Regions from separate parts of the Rattus norvegicus genome. Here region 2 is linked to region 1. A link is a contact called in public Hi-C data. All regions are on one chromosome and are shown on one strand. Each heading gives the region's core, a stretch centred on a gene start, on an enhancer-like site or on the middle of the called end of the contact. The rest is flanking DNA. Distances are from core to core; before and after follow the strand shown. Region 1 has its middle 42 kb from the start of Gtf3a. Region 2 has its middle 94 kb from the start of Gpr12.

Region 1 (3,031 bases), core at 303-2,802:
AGAGAGAGAGAGAGAGAGAGAGAGAAGCAAACCGGAACTGCACAAGCAGGGATGCCACTGTTCTTGTCAGGCAGGTGTAGAGTCTTTTTGTTTTTCCCAAAACAGTACAGCATGGCCAGCAGAGAGAGTCATGCCGTTTCTTGGGCTTTTCTCACAAACTAAACAGAGGTGAAGCCAGAGCAAAACTTCATGAAGCCCCGTAAGGTCCTCACCTGGGTAGGCTGGAGTGCCAGTCCTGGGTGGCTGGCTTCCCAACAGGACTTGCTTGCACTTGCTGGGTTAGTGGCAGCCCCTTCCCAGGGAGTCCAGAGGAACATCAAGGAACAGTAGCTTCTGGGCGGGGCTTCCCCTGCATCCAGCTGTGTTATATCCTTAGCCTCGGGGAGTCTCTGTGAGAACATTTCCAGCGACAACGGAGGTAACAGGCACCCAGGACCAGTGATGTGGGAGTGCAATTGACAGCCCTGTTGTTATCATTCAATGAGTTTCAAGGACCAGGAAGGACCTTGCATTTTCTGCTTGAACAGGGACTGCATGCTTTCTTTTCCTTCCTGTCTCTTGAAAGGTTATGCAAATATAATTAGCCACCCCCAGGGTCCTTAGTAATCTGTTGAGCACAGCTGGCTTTGTCCCAACTGGTTTTTGATACCTAGCATTCTATTCTCAGCTTCTGTGGGAGCAATGTTCTAAATGTTTATTAAATGTATTTTTGTCAGGTAGAGTAGCTCACTTCTTTAATCCCAGCACTCAGGAGGCAGAGGCGGGGGATGGGGGAGGGGGGTGGATCTCCGAGTTCTAGGCCAGGTTGGTCTACAGAGCGAGTTCCAGGATAGCCAGGGCTACACAGAGAAGCCCTATCTTGAAACATGCCCTCCCCGCAAAAAAAGGTATTTTTAAAATTCAGATTTGCTCCATCACTATGTGCTTTGAAATTAGGGAGCTTAATTTAATTTTTGTTTCTATTTAAGTTGTTTTCATTAAAAACTGACTTTTCCTCATGTAGGCCCCCAAATCGATTCCTTCCGCAAACATACCACGGAAATTACATCCATTCTCCCGTGGGACCCTGGGATCAACTGAGAAAACATTCAACCCCAGTGAGACCTGCTCTATGAATCCATTACATGAGTTACAACAACTTTACTAATCTCAGGTGGACGTGGGGCAGATCTGTCCTCTTTGGGCGGTAAAGGACTCTGGAACATCCCCCCATCCAAATCTAGGCATCCTGAGAACAGGATATCCTGCCCAACTCGGTCCGGCCAGCACCCGGAAATCAACTGTCCAGTACCTTTACATTCTGACCACCAACCGCAGAGTGATAAGTCCTCTGAAGATTTCTCAAAATGAAGCAGGGAGGATGTTAAGGCGATAACGGCCCACAGCGGGGGATGAAACAAATCGTGACCTTCAACAGCAAAAGTCAGGACGTGACCGGCCCCAGATACCAATGACTCATCCTTAAAATCAAGAAGCAGTAGAAGCAGCCCATTCCCTGCACAGCTCTCTGCTGAACCTCCGGGTCGTCCCTTCCTTCATTCCTTGGGATCTGGCGACATCTGCTGACAGTCGCTGGTTACTACGTAAATGAACCTTTAAAAGTTTCTAGAACCGGGGTTGGGGATTTAGCTCAGTGGTAGAGCGCTTGCCTAGGAAGCGGAAGGACCTGGGTTCGGTCCCCAGCTCCGATGGTTGTGAGCCACCATGTGGTTGCTGGGAATTGAACTCAGGACCTTGAGAATTGCTGAGCCATCTCTCCAGCCAAAAAAAAGAAAAAAAAGAAAAAAAAAAATTAAACCGCATAGCTCAGTGGTAGAGCGCTTGCCTAGGAAGCTCAAGGACCTGGGTTCGGTCCCCAGCTCCGAAAAAAAGAACCAAAAAAAAAGTTTCTAGAACCGCATCCGCACGCCAGTGAAGGGAGGTTTGTAATCCACAACCCTCATCTGCCTTTGGGCGCCTTTAGACTCCAAAACAGGAAGTAGTACCTATGACGTTGCTCATTCAACAAGTAGGGGAGCCTCACGTCCTGGCTCTACGCTCGCAACAAGGCAGAGAGCAATGTGGGCTGTAAGTGGTGTGCGCCTCAGTACTTGAAGGTGTGATGGGTTTTTTTGTTTGTTTGTGGTTTTGCTTTTTGTTTTTTGTTTTGTTTTATAGTCAGAGGTCGGTATGAACAGCTCTCCCGGAGTACAGGGAGTTGAGGAGGTGGGGAGTTCCCGCCTGACCCTGAGGAGCCAGCTGAGGCAAGGAAGGGCTTATGGGAGAGTCCTTGAGGAAGGGGTGACCTCGCAGGAGACAGAATAAGGGCATAGGAGCTGAGTTGAGCAGGGATTTTGTGTAGGCAAAACCCTGAAATGTGTGTTTGGGACATTCCAGAAAATACCGCGGAGAAGCAAGTGTGTTCTGTTTCTGCTGCTGAGGTGGAATTTCAAGCAGGATCTTTGAGAAAAGAAGGCTCTGCAGAAGATGAAACTCTAACGGGAAAAAATGCTGTAATGCTTCCAGCGCTGTGGTTTACTACAGCGGAATGACGTCAGAGATGACTTCTAAAATTATGAACTAATTTTTTTAAAAAATAGAGACTTGCGGGTTGTGACCCCTTTGGATGCCAACCAACACTTTCACAGGGGCCGCATATCAGATATTTGCATTATGATTCGAGACAGTAGCAAAATCACAGTTATGAAGTAGCAATGAAGTGATTTTCTGGTCGGGGGGGTCACCACAAGATGAAGGACTGCACTAAAGGTTGGGAGCATTAGGAAGGTTGATACGCGCTGCTTCAGAGAAACAGGAAGTTGTGGGCCACTCCATGTGGCTGCTGGGGAAAAAACAAACAACAGGAGCCGCAGCGCCCTAAGAACTCCAGCACAAGAACTAAATTGAATGAATACTCGTGTGGCTGTGTAGCCCTGGCTGTCCTGGAACTAGCTATAGAGACCAGGCTGGCCTCGAACTCACAGAATCCCATCCTCCTCTGCAGCACTGGGCAACTAAAAACATAAAGAGGTAACCTAGCTAATGTAAGCTA
Region 2 (3,031 bases), core at 315-2,814, 240 kb after region 1:
AGAAGCTTGTGCCTGGATATGCCCTAGATGGGGAAGGAACATTTGCCTTGGTGTCCCCCTCCCCCCCGGCTGTACTTCTGTTTGGGGTGTTTCTAGGAAGTGTGCAGTTTATCAGTTAATTTATTTTCTTTTCTTTTTTTTAAAGACACACACACACACACACACACACACACACACACACACACACACACAGAGTAGCTGTCTTCAGACACACCAGGAGAGGGCACTGGATCCCATTACAGATGGTTGTGAGCCACCATGTGGTTGCTGGGATTTGAACTCAGGACCTCTGGGAGAGCAGCCAGTGCTCTTAACCACTGAGCCATCTCTCCAGCCCAGTTAATTTCTTTTTTATATGTATGAGTGTTTAACCTACATGTATGTCTATGTGCTATTTGTGTACCTGGTACCTGAGGAGACCAAAAAGAGGGCATCAGATCCCCTGAACTAGGGTTACAGACAGTTGCGAGCTTTCATGTGGGTGCTGGGACTTGAACCCAGGTCCTTTGGAATTATAGCCAGTGCTCTTATCCACTGCGCCATCTCACCAGCTCCCTCATTTGAGTAGTTCCACTGAGTCTGTAGACACCTCCTCTTTGGTGTTTTAAGAATGAGGATGTCAGGTTGGGGATTTGGCTCAGCGGTAGAGCGCTTGCCTAGCAAGCTCAAGGCCCTGGGTTCGGTCCCCAGCTCCGGAAAAAAAGAAAAAAAGAAGAATGAGGATGTCAGTGCCACTGTGCAATCACTGGTCTCGAATGGAGTTTTCCCTCTGCTTCCCAGCTTGGCCTTTGCTACTGAAGGACTCGCTTCCCCATCTTTCTGGTCAGTGTTTGCATGCCAGCTGGGTTGTCAACTCCACTCCTGGCAAAGGGGAGAATTCTGGCTCAGGAGTCTGGATTCCTTCCAAGGAAGGCTAAATCTCTCTGGGGTATAACCCACTGTCCCCCAAGGTCTTCTTCTCTTCTCTGGGGAACCAAGAAGGACAAAGAACCTGGGGAAGGGTGAAATCAGTGTGTGGCTCTGGGGTTTAGAGATGGGGAGATAGCGGGTAAGGAGGTAGGGGTGTCCAAACCCTCTCAGCCGCCTGGGGGTGTTAGCATGACAGGGTTGTAGGTCACTGCTGTTAGAGAGGACTCTGGGAATGCCAAGCCTCTGGCTGCAGTCGCCCTCAGGAGGCCACTGCTGAGTCTGAGCCAGACACTGTGGGACGAGAGGGTTCCTTTTAAGAACCACTGTTTAAATTTGAATTGTACCCTATGTCTTACCCAGAGCACAGGATCTCAGCCAAGTGGACCTGTCAAAGGAAAACACTTCTTTCTAACCTAATAATCTTTAACTGTGTGACACCATAAAAACGGACCACGTTGGCTGTCATCATGCGTGCGGTTCGGCGGCATTAAGTCCCTTCCAGTCCTTGCGCAACCCCCACCATCTGCCTCCGGGGCTTTTCATCCTGCGGAACCGAAACTCAAGCCAATCTCTTGAAACATTAACTGCTCCCACCCCTGCCAGCTCCTGGCAACCAACACCCTGGTGTTCTTCTCTCAGTCTGACCTCATGTACGAAGCATCACACAGGAATTTTCCTCTCGGCTCTGGCTTACTTCAGCTGGGGCTATGCTCTCAAGCTGTAGCCACGTTGTAACACGTGCCAGGTTTTATTCCTCTTAAGGCCGAGGACTCTTCCATTGGATGAGGCTGCGTTCCCCTCGTGCCAGTGGACCCTGGGCTACTCTGAACGGTTTGTCGATGAACGCAGGTGAACTGGAGACCATAATTTATCCTACGCACAAGGCATACCTTCCAGGACCACCTTCCCCAGCTCCCCCCAACCCCGTTCTCCCAAGGATTCCTGGAACCGCAGGGTTCTTGGACACTGTCCCTGTGATGCTCTGTACGATGACCGTCAACCCGATAACTGAGTTAGGTCCTAGGTAACGAAAAAGCAGGTAGCATATACAGTGTGGATCCTCTGCACACAGAGATGGTACACCCTGGGCGGGGGAGGAGCAGGATGACGCGGGCTATTGTGCCGCTTCTTGGAATGAAGCGCAGTTCAGAATTTGCGAAATGCTTATTTCTGAAAGTTTTCCATTCAGAACTTTCAAGCCGCTGCCAACCACGGGCAGGTTGAAACTGTAGACAAAAAAACCTATGGATAAGAGGCTCCTCCAACTGGGAAGGAGCTACACGGCTCTAAAGATTCCCAGCAAGTTGAGAATGGCTGAAGTTAATGGCTTTTGAGCACTTAACTGTGCTACGCTGGATACCTAATGCAAGTTTGCTCAGGGGTTCCTCACAGCTGGTGAAGTGGGAACCCACCGTCATTCTTGGATTCCGAAATGAGACACAAAAGAGCCTCTGGAGCCAAGGTCCAATTGCAGCTGGAGCTCAGGGCCTCTGGTCCCCCAGCGTATGCTATTCTGCCCCCTATTGCCATGGCTTCTGGCAGAGCTTCCTTCCAGGGAAAGGCCCTTGAAACAGCTTAGAGACATCAAAATGCAATCTTCAATTCCATCCTGGAAAGGATTGCCCCCCTCCCCCCAATATTTAGTAAGGAGGTTTAATAAAGAAAGGTTGTTTAATTTACGTGATCATATTTTTATTTTTACCTGCAGCTTCGTGGTTATTTTATAATACGTTCTCAGCCCCGTGTTTCCCTGAGGTTCAGGAATGCGGAAACTTGTTTCCTGGGGCTCAGTCTGTGTGTTACCTGGGACAACACTGCCATCCTGTGGCGGGTTGGAGCACCGCAGCTTTTGATAACTGCATTCCCGCAAGGGCAGGTGAAAAAACAAACAAACAAACAAACAAACAAAAACAAACAAACAAACAAAAACCAGAAACGAAAACAAAAACAAAAACGGTCAGGGTTGTACTTAAAGGGGGCTGGGTGGTGGGTTAGGGGGTGGTTGGCGGTAGGGTCCTTTCCTGCTTGAGGGCGATGGCAACCCCGCCTGCAACCACAGGGACCAAGAATCCAAACGCGGAATGCATCGCGCTCTGTCCTTACTTTTAAGAGGTTTCTATTA

The links. A called contact is a pair of places that touch in the nucleus more often than the background predicts.
Region 2: a contact with region 1 is called in a Hi-C map of liver, with 6 times the contacts expected there. The contact joins two enhancer-like sites. A contact is called at or near these places in 4 of 12 Hi-C or Micro-C datasets (frontal cortex, kidney and liver) and 1 of 1 datasets of contacts at active chromatin or transcription factors (oligodendrocytes).

Annotation. Positions count from the first base shown.
Region 1 is chr12:13,299,274-13,302,304 of GRCr8, forward strand. No RefSeq gene overlaps it. Among named protein-coding and RNA genes, the nearest start is that of Gtf3a, 42 kb to the left of the region's middle. Within about 2 kb of position 1,553, at least 14 of the 93 cell types and tissues checked have an H3K27ac peak or open chromatin away from gene starts, as enhancers often do. A contact at or near this core is called in liver, where this site is marked.
Region 2 is chr12:13,541,552-13,544,582 of GRCr8, forward strand. No RefSeq gene overlaps it. Among named protein-coding and RNA genes, the nearest start is that of Gpr12, 94 kb to the right of the region's middle. Within about 2 kb of position 1,565, at least 27 of the 93 cell types and tissues checked have an H3K27ac peak or open chromatin away from gene starts, as enhancers often do. A contact at or near this core is called in liver, where this site is marked.